Regions from separate parts of the Mus musculus genome. Here regions 2, 3 and 4 are each linked to region 1. Evidence: chromatin contacts called from public HiChIP or PLAC-seq and promoter capture Hi-C data. All regions are on one chromosome and are shown on one strand. Each heading gives the region's core, a stretch centred on a gene start, on an enhancer-like site or on the middle of the called end of the contact. The rest is flanking DNA. Distances are from core to core; before and after follow the strand shown.

Region 1 (3,212 bases), core at 441-2,940:
TGAGTGAAAAAATTTTATTCCTATTTTAAAAATGCATTGGTATTCTTGATTGCCTGTGTAATTGTGTGAGGATATTAGATCACTTAGAGCTGGAGCTGCAGACCTTTGTAAGCTGCTAGGTGAGTGCTGGGAATTGAACCAGGGTCCTCTAGAAGGACAGGCAGTGTTTTTAGCCTCTTGAGTCATCTCTGGCCCCAAGTGAATTTATTTTTTTTCTTTTAAACTCAGGGTCTCACTAGTTCACACTAACCTCAAGTTTACAATTCTGCCTCAGCCTCCTAGGACTGCATCAGCATGGGTTGTGTGACTGTGGTAGGCACGCACGCGCCTGGTCTTTGAGCTTCTTATCCATGTCCAGAAATCATAAAGGATGGCTATCTGAAGAAGGTAGACATCAAACAGTTTGTTGGTTTTTTATTTTTATTTTTTGTTGTTGTTGTTTTGTTTTGTTTGAGACAGGGTTTCTCTGTAGCCCGGGTTGACCTGGAACTCACTGTACACCAGGCTGGCAACAAACTCAAGAGATCTGCCTGCTGAGTGCTGAATCAAAGGCATGTACCACCAGCTGGCATTATCAGGCATGTATGGGTACACTGTTGGTGTCTTCAGACACACCAGAAGAGGGCATCGGACCTTTTTCGATAGTTGTGAGCCACCACCATGTGCTTGCTGGGAATTGAACTCGGGACCTCTGGAAGAGCAGCTAGTGCTCTTAACTGCTGAGCCATCTCTCTAGCCTTCATCACACTTCTCTTTTTTTTGTTTGTTTTGTTTTGTTTTGTTTTGTTTTGTTGTTTTTCACACTTAATGTGCCAGTATACTTACTGTGTTTGAGAAAGGGGCTCATGTTTCAGTTGGCCTGGAATTCACTCTCTACTAAAGGATGGCCTTGAACTCGTGGACCTGTCTCTTATGTCCCCTTACCGGCTTGTGCCACCATGCCTTGTGGTAGAGCTCTGTTGGCTCCTGCACAAAAGAAAAACAAAAATATTGTTTTTGTTGTTTTTTTCGAGACAGGGTTTCCCTGTATAGCCCTGGCTGTCCTGGAACTCACTCTGTAGACCAGGCTGGCCTCAAACTGAGAAATCCACCTGCCTCTGCCTCCCGAGTGCTGGGATTAAAGGCATGAGCCACCACGCCCGGCTCAAAAATCTTATAAGGGTATATTATGCATGCTGTTTAAAGTTATGGCTACCACGTGATATTCAAGTTGTCAGCTTCTGCGGGTGACTATTGATGTACATCGTGTAACATTTGCGCCGTTGTAGGACTGGGAGTGGTTGATGTCAAGGACGGTTGAAGACGTGGTGCCATTTAGGTGTAGAGTACTTGGGTATTTTAACCATTTACTTGGCCAGTGAAGCCAAAGGATCAGGTACAGTGAACAATAACCCTTCCTCAGGTCAACTGGCCTTGATGGCAGAGGCCCTTAAGCTTTTTGGATTGAATCCTTACTGTCAGTCACCAGTGGTTTGGGAGGGCACTGGAGTAACCTTTAGATCCCCCATCCTGTCCTCAGGCCTTTGGAAGTAGGGCTGATTGAGCAAAGGAGGCCTTGAGTGCGTGCGAGCGTGCGTCCTCTTCCTCGCAGATGGAGGCTCTCCACCGCAAAGGGAAGCGCTCACGGTAAAAGCAACTCCACCGGCTGTCAGGCCCCACTTCCGCGGTGGGCCCCTATCCTCAAGGCTGTGCGGTTTCCGCCTGTCGCGGGAAGGACGGGCTCGTGCGCGGGCGTGGGCGTGTCCGGAAAAGGTGGCCACTCGGACGCCATGTGGCCCAATGCGGAGGTCCCGAGGGCGGAGCCCGGGCCGGAGGCCGGGCCAATAGTGGGTGGGTCTAGGCGCAACTCCAAGTTGCCGGCGTCCCCCACTGCAGTGACCAGGGAGCCACCGATCTTCAGTAACCCCAGACTAAGCTCCCCGCTCCCAGTGCCTGGTTCGCCGAACGAGGTGGGCAGACGGCTCGGGACCATGACTAGAGCTGGCATGGAGCGGTGGCGCGACCGGCTGGCACTGGTGACGGGAGCCTCGGGGGGCATCGGTGCGGCCGTGGCCCGGGCATTAGTCCAGCAGGGACTGAAGGTTGTGGGTTGTGCCCGCACCGTTGGCAACATCGAGGTAAGGCTCCGCCAGGCAGCGGGGACGCTCTTGGGGGAGGGGGGAGTACGTCGTTTCCATGGGGCAGGGCTTTGAGTGAGGGGAGGGAGAGTTGCCGTGGCCGGAGCCAGAGACCCTGCTCTTTTTGAGCCTACTACCCTAGGGCCATTTGCAACGGCCTTGAGAGCAGGAGTGCTGTTTAGTAGCGAGAGGACCTAAGTTCTCTCTAAGTTCTATTTTTATAAGAGCCATTCACTCCTGATAGTTCGTGTCGCAGCAGAGTACCAAATCCTGACCCCTGGTATTCTCTTCCCTTACCCCTGCCATCTTGTGCCCCCTATACTGGCAGGTGAAAGAGGAAGCCAGAGGTCAAGGGCTAGCTAGGCAGCCAGGGAGAAGGGGGAAAAAAAGAAAAGAAAAAAAAAAAAAAACTGGCTAGTCTAAGTGACTAGGTTAGTTTCATCTTGTCCCCAAACCTCACCCAAGCCACACCGAGTAAAGTGCTGGCCAACCAATGAACAAGAAGCTAGTGTTTGACCCATGACTGAGGGTGAGGTTAGGGTGGAAGCTAGCTCTCCTTTTAATTCAAATCTGAGCTCAACTCACATGCCATGAGCCTAAAGAGTGAATGGAATATTTACTTGTAGATCTCTTTCTCTCTCTCTCTCTCTCTCTCTCTCTCTCTCTCTCTCTCTCTCTCTCTCTCTTTTCTGATTCATTTTCCTAGGTGGGACTGAGTAGGTGAAATAGGGCATTAAACCTGTAAGTCTTGAGAAAATAAAATGTTACGGATCCAGAACTCCCTAGTTTTTCTCTTAACATTCTTTTGGGGGTTCCTGGAGTTATGAGCAGCATCAGATCAGAAAAGATAGGGAGGAGATGCCATTTGGGAGAAGACAAGAGAAATTCCCATTATTTGCCCTGGCAGGACCACCTGCAGGGCTCTATCTTCACCATGGCTCAAAGTCCTCTGACAGAAAAGGGTAAGGAGGCCTTGGGTGGAGGCAAAGGGAGAAGTTGTTGCAGGAAGGAGGACTGTCCCCTCCCCAGCTACTGGCCAAAGGTACACTTTATAGCCTCTCAGATAATCCCAAGGTCACCTGCCTCCACCATTGC
Region 2 (3,305 bases), core at 208-2,707, 1.7 Mb before region 1:
ATGGCCCTTGAGTATTTTCTCTCTAAAATGTCTTTGCTTCAGGACTCTTTCTCCTTAAAAGTAAAATCAAAGAGCAGAAAGCATTCTAAGTTAATCACAAGCAGTGCATCGGTTCATTAGGTGTCCTTTGTTCACTAAAGGGGCAGTTGACAGTCACAGACAAGTTTCAGGTCCTTCAATCTTTGCAACTGTCAAAGCTCTGCTGCCCTGCCCCACTCCAACCTCGAAGTCCAACTTGGCAAACCAAGAGTTTTGAACCAGGGGCTACTTAAAGTACAAAGCACTGCAGATGTCTTGATTTTTCAAATGTGCCAAAAGACATCAGCAAAGAGTCAAAGGGGTGCCCAGCAGATACCACAGTGAATAGCAGCACTAATGCTGAATAAGTTGGCTCATGTACTCTGAGGCAGAGTCCACATCAGGAAGTTTGCTAAGGGTGGGTGAGATGGCTGGGTAAGTCAAGACCTTTAATTTGAGTTAAATCCCCTAAACTCATATGGTGGAAGCAATGAACTGACTCCCACAAGTCCTCTGACACACACACTAAATAAATACAATAGATTTTTTTTTACAGATTCATTAATGTTTAGAAGGAAAAAAATCAGTGCCTTAATTAAGCATCAACAAAGATAATAAACACTTCATTTTATGCTGAAACAGCTTCCACAAAGCTAATAAGGTTTTCAGTAATTAATGGTGCCACCGAGAATATTGCTTCTCCTTCCAAAAGAATGTTAGTCAAATGCCTTTGAAAGAGGACCCTTAGGGGGAGTCATCACGTAATTGCTAAGTGATGCTTTAGTCTAAATAAGGAGTTAGCCTCCCGAATAAAAATGCCACCATCGGCTTGGTTAGGGGTGTCAGAAGAGAGGCTGTGGGCAGGGCAAGATCCCTACGTGATCCAGTGTGGATCTCGGACCAGGGTGCCAGAATCGTGCTGTCGCCCGACGAAACGCAGAGCCCACCGCCGGGCCTCTCCCGTTTCCCCCGCGATGGAGCTAGCTGCGGCGGAGGCTGGCTGGCTGAAACCGTGCAGTTACTGTGTGACGTTTCGAAGAGGCTCGGAAGCCACAGCGGCTCTATCGCCTCACTCTCTGAAGAGCGACTTGGGACAGGACAGTTTGTGTCTCTGCTATTAAAAAAGAAACACAAAACCTGCCCTCCTTCATACATAAACAAGAAAAGGGGAAAGGGAGAAAGAAAAGTCAACGCCAACTCTTCCGGAATCCGCGAGGACAGAGTTCTCCACCCACGTCCGAGCTTCGGCTCTTCTCCCCGGAAACCCTCCGCCTCACCCCCTTCCCCAGGCCTGACCTCTCATGACCAGGAGCGGGCGGCCTCGGCAGCCACAATACCAACAGCCCGACACGCGGCCGCAAGCCCTTCTCGCCAAGCCTTCAGCCTCGGACGCCACCAGCAGCGCTCGGCCTGGCCCCGCGGCGGCGCGCGCGCTCCCTAGACGTCGTCACGCGCGGCCCGCCTTCGCCGGGCCACGCCCTCGCCCAGTGGAAGAAGGAGCCTCTAGGCCCCGCCCCGCGCTCATCCCGGCCCCGCCCTTCCCAGCAGAGAAGGGAACCTTTAGGCCCTGTCCCGAGTCCCTAGCCCCGCCTTCACTGGGAGGAGGAGGAGGAGGGCGCATCTAGGCCCCGCCCTGAACATCGTAGACCCGCCCTGTCGCCCTGTGGCCCTGTTGGTGATGTTATACGAGTGGCGTAGTGGCGGACGTGTGTGCTAATTAAGTCTGCGTGGCTGTCACGTCTTGCGTGTATTAGTGATCAGTCACACGCTTCGGAGTCCTTCAGTACTTGAGGTTGAAAATGGGTAGGTCCAGGAACCTGCTCGGCAGCGGGCTGCGTACCGGGAGCCGCGATCTGGCTTCCGGCTGCGTGTTGCTAGCTACGCCAGACCCGCTGGGCTGCCTGGGCAGAGAGGTTGTGTGACCTGGATTCGGGTTCCAAGCCTGAAGTTGAACAGTGTGCCCTAGTTCGTGCCAGAACCGGGTGCCAGAACTGGATATCAGACGCGCCAGGAAGTTTGTGAGGCCCTGGAAGTAGATTTAGAAAACCCCGTGTTGGCGAGCAGGGAACTCGACTTCTAAAATAAAGGCTACTAAAGGGGAAAAAAGATACTACAAGGAAAAAAAAAAAAAACACAGTTCTGGAAAATCTAGGACATCATATGTATAACAGGATTCCTATGATTCTTGAAATTAAGTATTTCATCGGAGGCTGACGTGACTAGGCAAAAGTCTGGCGTTTTGCACACACTTGGCTTTTTGCAGAGACACTTCTGAGTTACGTGTCCAGTAATTTTGTCTTTCTACCTGACTTAAACCTTTCAAATACCTTGTCAAAATCTCCTTAGCCATGAAATTTTGTCTTCCTTTCATAGTAGTATAACTGAATCTACTGGTTTTAGCCTCAGCCCTTCATTCATCTTGAGACTATTCTTAAATTTCTCTCAAGTCAAAAAGCACTTTAAAAAATCCCAATGCTCTTTTGGATCTGCTTCTCTCTGTGACCAGCACATTAGCACTCTCTTTTTTTAAGACTTGGTCCCAAGTAGAACAGGCCTATTTGTGCCTGTGCGTGATGGTGACAGGTAGTGCCTGAACTGGTACGACAGAGGACACTTTTGGGAAATTTTCTCTCCTACCTTTATTTGGGTTCCAGGGAGCCAACTGAGACTGCAAATTTTGTGCACAGCAGAGATCCTATGTGAGTAGTTTTATTTTAAACTAAAATGAACGTATGATAAGCATTAGTGGCTCATGATTGTAATCCTAGAATTTTGAAGACTAAGACAGAAAGATGCTGTGAGTTCCAGGCCAATCTATGATACAGAGTAAAACTCTTTTTTTTTTTTTTTAAAGATTTATTTATTTATTATATGTAAGTACACTGTAGCTGTCTTCAGACACTCCAGAAGAGGGCATCAGATCTTGTTACAGATGGTTGTGAGCCACCACGTGGTTGCTGGGATTTGAACTCTGGACCTTCGGAAGAGCAGTCGGGTGCTCTTACCCACTGAGCCATCTCACCAGCCCCAGAGTAAAACTCTAAATCTCAAAAAATAACATAAATGCAAATTTAGGCAGCAGGAAAATCATGAAATGTCACATAATCACGCCCCAACGACAGCAGAACAACAGTTTGTAAACTTAATATACCTAATGTTCAAATTCCCATTTTATTTTTTTATGTATTTATTTTAGATTCATTTAGTATGTATACAACGTTCTCCCTGTATATATGCCTGCACACCAGAAGAAGGCACCAGATCTCATTACAGATGGTTGTGAGCCA
Region 3 (3,041 bases), core at 43-2,542, 1.9 Mb before region 1:
ACCAAGAGAAGTTAAATACAACAAATGTTTGATAGCTGCCTGCCAGGTAGAATTAGGAGTCCTCACAATTTCTAGGTTGTAAAATAAGCAAATCAGATTTGGGGAAAGTTAACGTCTCTACATAGCGTCTATTACAGGATGGGTAATATACTATTCTATCCAAACTGCTAAAGAACCAGACAGGCTGTCATTGCTACCACAGTTCTTTCTTTTTGTGTTTCATTCTTGAGTTTTGTGCACCACTCCCTGCTGACTTTTAAAACTTTAAACCTTCCTCTGAGTTATTTAACTCAACTTCCACCCACTGCTCACCTGACCTTTCTCACAGTTTGCAGTCTCCTAAGCAAAACTACCTATTTGCCTGGAAATATGGATAATATTACACACACGTACATAGTTGGCCCTTCTGTCTGTCCCTATGCTGTCCAATGTGGTAGAGATTAGTGTCACAGAGCAACATATGGCTAAATATTCTTGATCTGCCTTTTCCTGGAAACGGCAACTATGCCTTTGTTTCCAAAGGCTATTACTGACCACCTTGCAACCATGTCTTACTTCAGAGGGTTGTTATGACCAACTTATGTTCACTTTCCGCTGCTATTAACACTGTTTATATGCCAAATCCCCCATTTGGAAACCAATACTCCTGAACTATAAAAATCCTTATTTTCCCCATGTCCAGTGCTGATCTCTTGAACACTGCCTTTTGGGAGAAATAGTCCGTGTAAACGAATAATAATAATAAAAAGTTTGCTTTAATTAATCTGGCCATGATTTGGGTCAGTGGTCTTCCACTTCGAATCCATGAGATTAACAATAGCTTCAGAGTAGAGCGCTTTGCTCACCATGCACAACGTGCATGCACCGCAATACCAATAAATAAAAATACTTTTGAATCCATCTTTAGAATTCTTTTCCTTTTCCAAGCTGGGCTCAACAATTCGAAGACGGATATTTAAAATGTATAGTGTGAGGCCTGTTCTCCATTTTTTTCACGCTAGGGTAGCGTATCAATGCCACCTCTAAGAGGAGGTGTTGCCAGCGACTAAAATTCTGGGTTCTATCTTGGCTTCTTCCAAAGGTTTGCAGAGTAGGCAAGGCAGGCAGCAGCCACGGGGCGGAAGACAATTTATGAAGTAGCTAGGGGGAGGCCGACCGTGGGGTAAGATGATAAGATGCTTTTCAGTAGAGCCATTAAGAACTACACTCCTCTGCACCGTCCTAGAAGGAGTCGAGACTTACCTGGAGCTCGTCTCGCTCACCTCGCAGGTCTCCAAGCCAGAACAAGGAACACGCTTCGCGCGCGCCACCTACTCCTTCCGGGTTTCCTGAAAAACTAGTTCCGGATCAGAAACTACGAAGCGCAGTCATCCTTCTTCTTGTCACACCCACAGAGCCCGAACCGAGAAAGCCGAACCGAAATCCCGCGAGGAACCTCCCGGTGGCCGAAAGGAGGGGGTGGGGGTGGGGGAACGTTTCTCTTTTGGAGGCGGGCTCCTTAAAGGAGCCGGACCGGAAGTGACGCGAGCGAGTTCCGGTTGGCTGGAGCCCAGCGGCGGGTGTGAGAGTCGGTGTTGTGAGCCGCTTCCAGGATCCTGCGATCCGGAGAAGCCGGGGTCTGAGCGGGTAGGTGAGCGAAAGCGGGGAGTCCGGAGCCCAAGCCGAGCTTTCCCACAGCTCGGCCGCTTCCGCAGCTCCCGCACTTGGGTGATGCAGACGCAGAACACGCTGGTTTCCACTTGAGATGGCTCAGGTCACTGCTGACTGGCTGTGTCAGCTGGCGGTGGCCAGGTTATGTGGGACACCTCTCCGCGCTTGGTTACCGGGACATTGAACCCAGACACTCGCGACAGTTCGTTCCAGACCTGGAAGCCGGCTTTGGCTTTCTCAGAGAACCTCACTCCCGAGCTGTCCAGAGCCTTGGGTTAAATGAAGAGGGTCTTCGCTGCTGCTGATTCTCAGGACCTTTCAATGGGTTTTTCTCCTCCCGGGCCACTAGCGCAGTATGCTAAGTATATCTCCGAGAAACGAAGGTATTCGGGTGTACCGACAGTGCAGAGTAGTCAAAGGAAGGGGTCATTACCTCTCAGAGTTATTGCTGTGGACCCACTCAGCTTTTCCTAGGACTGTCATTTAAAAAAAAAAAAAAAAAAAAAAAAAAGAGGGCTCTCCGCTTTTTCCAAAACCTTGATCCCCAACATTTTTATTTCCCCGCAGTGGAAGTACTTGCAGCAAGATAGGGACTTAAAGGTCTTTACGATTCCAAACAGTGTATGGGCTTAGCGGGTTAGGCAGCTATGGGTTGCTTATGACCTCCAGTTGATTTTATGTAAACATCTTTTGCTTTTCTACTCCAGCAAAGAATCCAGGAATGCATAGATCGGCTGTGTATGTGTCTATTGGCAATGTCATTCCTTACCTTTCAGTTCTTTCTTGACGCTTGTGAGAGGTTTCGTAGACAGATTGATCATTTAGAGAACCTTTTCCAGTGTTTCTCTTGGCCTAATGAAGAATTTAATTCCAACTGTTTTAGTTCATTTTTTGAGATGGGGTTTCTCTGTGTAGCCCCGGCTGTTCTGGAACTTGCTCTGTAGACCAGGTCCACCTGCCTCTGCCTCCCGAGTGCTGGGTCCGGCTATATTCCAGCTGTTATTGTCTGAGAATTGTGTTGTCCTTGGGTCTGATTTTAGGGAAGAAGCTTATTTACTACGCTGTATTTTTGTATTGGAGGTGATGTTTTTGTTGACCTTTGGGAGAAAGATGCTGGCGTACCAGACACATGATCAGTTGGAGTAGATGCAAAGTGATTCTGAAGTGGGAATCTCTTCTGCTTAACTTATTTGCCTAGGTTATCTAAAACACAGATGCATTTTAAGGGGTTTATCCTTGGATACATTTAACAATACAATTAAATCCCTGAGGCACGCATTCCAGAAGAAAATAGCCACATATCTGAACTAAGCTGGCAAATGGTTTGGTGCTGTTTCCCAATTTACCTACAGCTAGTTTAAATCTGTTTGTTTCCTATTGTTTTTAGTTTT
Region 4 (3,331 bases), core at 345-2,844, 1.5 Mb after region 1:
AGGCACTGGAGAGATAGCTCAGTGGTTCAGAGCACTGGCTGCTCTTGCATAGGGTCAATAACTGATTTAAAGCTCATCTGTTTCACAACACTGTGATTCAGTGGGTCTTCTGCCTCTGTTTTCCCTGGATTCCAGCACATATATATGCTGACTTTAAACCTATAAAAGTGTAATTCAGTCACTAAAGCATCCACTTTCTCCCCATGGTCCAGGAAATAATATACAAACTACTGTGGTATTCAAGGGATTTCAAAACAATGAATGAGGCCTTAGGTCAATTCCCAGAAAGACCATCACCACAACCAAACAACCTCCAAAACAACAAAAATCAAGCCAGGGGCAGTGGTGGTTACACCTGTAATCCTACTGCTTTGGGAGGCTGGGGCAGAAGAATCCTGAGTTTGAGGCCATGGTGGGCTAGCTATACAGACTCTGTCTTTAAAACAAAATAAAGGGGCTGGAGAGATGGCTCAGTGGTTAAGAGCACTGACTGCTCTTCCAGGGGTTCTGAGTTCAATTCCTAGCAACCACATGGTGGCTCACAACCATCTGTAATGGGCCTCCTCTAGCATGTCTGAAGACAGCGACAGTGTACCCATATACATGAAATAAATAAATCTTTTAAAAACAACAAAATAAAAACCCCAAAATAACCCATTTACCCCTTAACTAGTTAATAACATAATCCTAACGAATCTTACAGACTACCCAACCTAGACTATTAAAGTTCTCAAATCTACTATTAGAGCTTGTGTTCCCCTGCCCCAGAGAAACCCTTCCTGCTGTCAGCTCTGCCTCTCCATACTGCTGCCACTTTACACAGGAAACCTTATCTCGATTAATCCCAAAGGAAGGCTCTGCCCTTTGAATTACAGAAGCAAAGTTTGTGAAACCGATTCCGCTTAAAGATCCAGACAGACATGGTGGTACCTGATTCCAAGTTCCTGCCATGCCAGCAGGTACCTAGTTCTCTGCCTCACAGCACTCATCTCATGGCAACTGGTGTGCCAACTATGCGCCAGTTCACGAGTTTTCCCCCATCTCTCCCACCAGCCCCATCTCACTGAGTTCCTAAAGAACTGGGGAAGCGTGTTAACAGCCTGGAACAAAAGGGTTCAATTAAGTGACCTTGGTAAGCCTAATCCCATGGCTTTTAATTAGAAATGCATGAGCACAATTTATAACGCCATCTTACCTCCAAATGTCACACGGATAAGGACCATACCTCGGGCATCTTCAAGCACTCATTCCCCCATCCTCTAATTCATGGCGCTCTGCACAGATTCCTTTGCTGACCAGAGAGGACTTACACACAGGTTCTCAAAGCAAAAAAAAAAAAAAAAAAAAAAAAAAAAAAAAAAAGATAAAAGTCCAAACCCGCCAACTTCGGGAGCCTGAAGCCATCCTTGGTAGGGAAAGAGGACTGAGGACGGAGTCGGGGCTTCAATCGGCTCCCAACCTGGATTCTTCATTCCGCAGTCTTGGACAGGGACAATCTGGGCTGCAGAGGATGACCCGATGAGCGCTAGGACACTGCGTCCGGGGCACACTGGCTTCCCGCGTCCTCTCCCCTCCGCCTCTTCGGGCCTGCATCCCACAGCCCCGCGCGCGTCAGTAAGCCAATCCCACGGCAGCCAGAGCTTCACGTGACAACTATAAGGCGGTGCCTGCATGAAGAGCAGCCAATCGAAAGGTGAAGTGAAAGCAAGGGGTGGAGCTGACCTAAAGGTGGAGGCTGCTTCCCCGGGCTTTCTAGGCGTCTGGGTCTGTGTCTCGCGACTTAGGCCTGTGGTTTTTGCTCAGAAAGCGACGCTGGTTTTCTTCTTACACAATTCTCTACTCACGGGACTCCGGGCGACTGTTAGGCGTAGTGATTTTACCATTGCTTCGATGGAGAATGGGGAGAAGAGAGAGACTCCTATCTTGAACACTTTTTAAAAAAAAAACAGATTTTAAAAATGATCTATTTGTGATTATACATGTGTGTTTTGCCTGCATTCGTGTCTGTGCACTATGCCAACACAGAGCCCGCAGAGATCAGAAACAGGTATCAGATCTTCTGGAACTGGAGTTACAGATGGTTGTGAGCTGCCATGTGAGTGCTGGTAATCAAACCCTGGTATTGGGCATTCTAAATAATTAAAGATGCCCTGAGAAAAGTGCAGCTAAATATCAAATTGCCAAGGCCAGCACGGACGATCTCCTGGGAGAAGAGACATTTCATTTAGGTCCTGAAGAGCCTTAAGATCTCCTGATTCCCCCCTGGCGTGGTGATGCACGCCTTTAAACCCAGTACTTAGGAGGAGGCAGAAGCATATCTTAGTTTGAGACCACCTTGATCTAATAGGGAGCTCCAGGATAGTCAGAAGTATAGAGAGACAGAAAGATCAAGAAAATTATTAAACTCAAGATGAGTTAGCTGAAAAATCTAGTTTTCCAAATGTTGGCAAAGCTAAAAATCATTGTTGGGGTGCTTCTCAAAATTCCGTGAACTCTAGAAACAAGCAAAGACCTGTTAATCGTCCGTCGTCCAGTGTAAAAAAGTAATAGTAAAAACTCCAAATTGATTGTGACCCATAACTGACCCAATAGAATACTTCAAGCACTCCAGGAACAATTCTGAGTCACTGCAAAGTTTAAGGACTCCTGTGTTAGTGATAGGAGATTAGGAAGACAGGCTGAGACTTTGCTAAGAGCACAAACCAGTTGGATGCAAACTTGAAGAGTAGAGGGAGACTGAATATTTCAGAGGCCAAGTAATGAAGTGATCAGAGTAATATTTAAGGAAACAGTGTACACGCATGTTCAGAGTGAGACAGTGTAAACACTCCGAAACTGATTTCAAGAGCTAAGAAGAGTTAAGTGATAATGACAGTGGAAATGGAGAGGTGACAAACAAGGATTGTGATGATCAATAGGGGATTGGCAAAGGGTCTCAAAGAAATAAAAGGGAGCATAGGAAGTAACAAAGTGTTGCCTATACTAGACCATCTGTCTTAGTCAGGGTTTCTATTCCCGCACAAACATCATGACCAAGAAGCAGTTGGGGAGAAAAGAGTTTATTCAGCTTACACTTCCATACTGCTGTTCACCACCAAGGGAAGTCAGGACTGGAACTCAAGCAGGTCAGAAAGCAGGAGCTGATGCAGAAGCCATGGAGGGATGTTCTTTACTGGCTTACTTCCCCTGGGTTACTCAGCCTGCTCCCTTATAGAACCCAAGACTGCCAGCCCAGAGATGGTCCCACCCACAAGGGGCCTTTCCCCCTTGATCACTAATTGAGAAAATACCTCACAGCTGGACCTCATGGAGGCATTTCCCCAACTGAAAC

The links. Promoter capture Hi-C pulls out the DNA fragments that hold promoters and counts their contacts. HiChIP or PLAC-seq counts read pairs in DNA pulled down with a chosen protein or histone mark.
Region 2: a promoter capture Hi-C map of hippocampal neurons shows a contact between it and region 1, with 12 times the contacts expected there. The contact joins the promoter of Rnft1 here to the promoter of 4930502E09Rik in region 1. A contact is called at or near these places in 2 of 39 promoter capture datasets (hippocampal neurons and liver), 1 of 115 datasets of contacts at active chromatin or transcription factors (astrocytes) and 2 of 9 other capture datasets (adipose tissue and liver).
Region 3: a contact with region 1 is called in a FOXA1 HiChIP or PLAC-seq map of pancreatic cancer cells. The contact joins the promoter of Ptrh2 here to the promoter of 4930502E09Rik in region 1. A contact is called at or near these places in 1 of 39 promoter capture datasets (the C10 cell line), 2 of 115 datasets of contacts at active chromatin or transcription factors (astrocytes and pancreatic cancer cells) and 2 of 9 other capture datasets (adipose tissue and liver).
Region 4: a promoter capture Hi-C map of pre-B cells shows a contact between it and region 1, with 5 times the contacts expected there. The contact joins the promoter of AA465934 here to the promoter of 4930502E09Rik in region 1. A contact is called at or near these places in 4 of 39 promoter capture datasets (the C10 cell line, erythroid cells, liver and 1 more), 1 of 115 datasets of contacts at active chromatin or transcription factors (astrocytes) and 1 of 9 other capture datasets (liver).

What each region holds. Positions count from the first base shown.
Region 1 is chr11:84,827,656-84,830,867 of GRCm38.p6, reverse strand. It overlaps 4930502E09Rik (RIKEN cDNA 4930502E09 gene), which reads right to left and starts at 1,690. Exons shown (of 3, transcript NR_046281.1): 1 at 1,456-1,690; 2 at 826-966; 3 at 1-378. It overlaps Dhrs11 (dehydrogenase/reductase (SDR family) member 11), which reads left to right and starts at 1,865. Exons shown (of 7, transcript NM_177564.5): 1 at 1,865-2,117. The coding sequence starts at 1,971.
Region 2 is chr11:86,482,809-86,486,113 of GRCm38.p6, reverse strand. It overlaps Rnft1 (ring finger protein, transmembrane 1), which reads right to left and starts at 1,457. Exons shown (of 9, transcript NM_029788.5): 1 at 1,315-1,457; 2 at 1-53. The coding sequence starts at 2.
Region 3 is chr11:86,682,325-86,685,365 of GRCm38.p6, reverse strand. It overlaps Ptrh2 (peptidyl-tRNA hydrolase 2), which reads right to left and starts at 1,292. Exons shown (of 2, transcript NM_001098810.3): 1 at 1,243-1,292. It overlaps Vmp1 (vacuole membrane protein 1), which reads left to right and starts at 1,530. Exons shown (of 12, transcript NM_029478.6): 1 at 1,530-1,626.
Region 4 is chr11:83,289,962-83,293,292 of GRCm38.p6, reverse strand. It overlaps AA465934 (expressed sequence AA465934), which reads right to left and starts at 1,594. Exons shown (of 3, transcript NR_028363.2): 1 at 1,460-1,594; 2 at 1,196-1,319.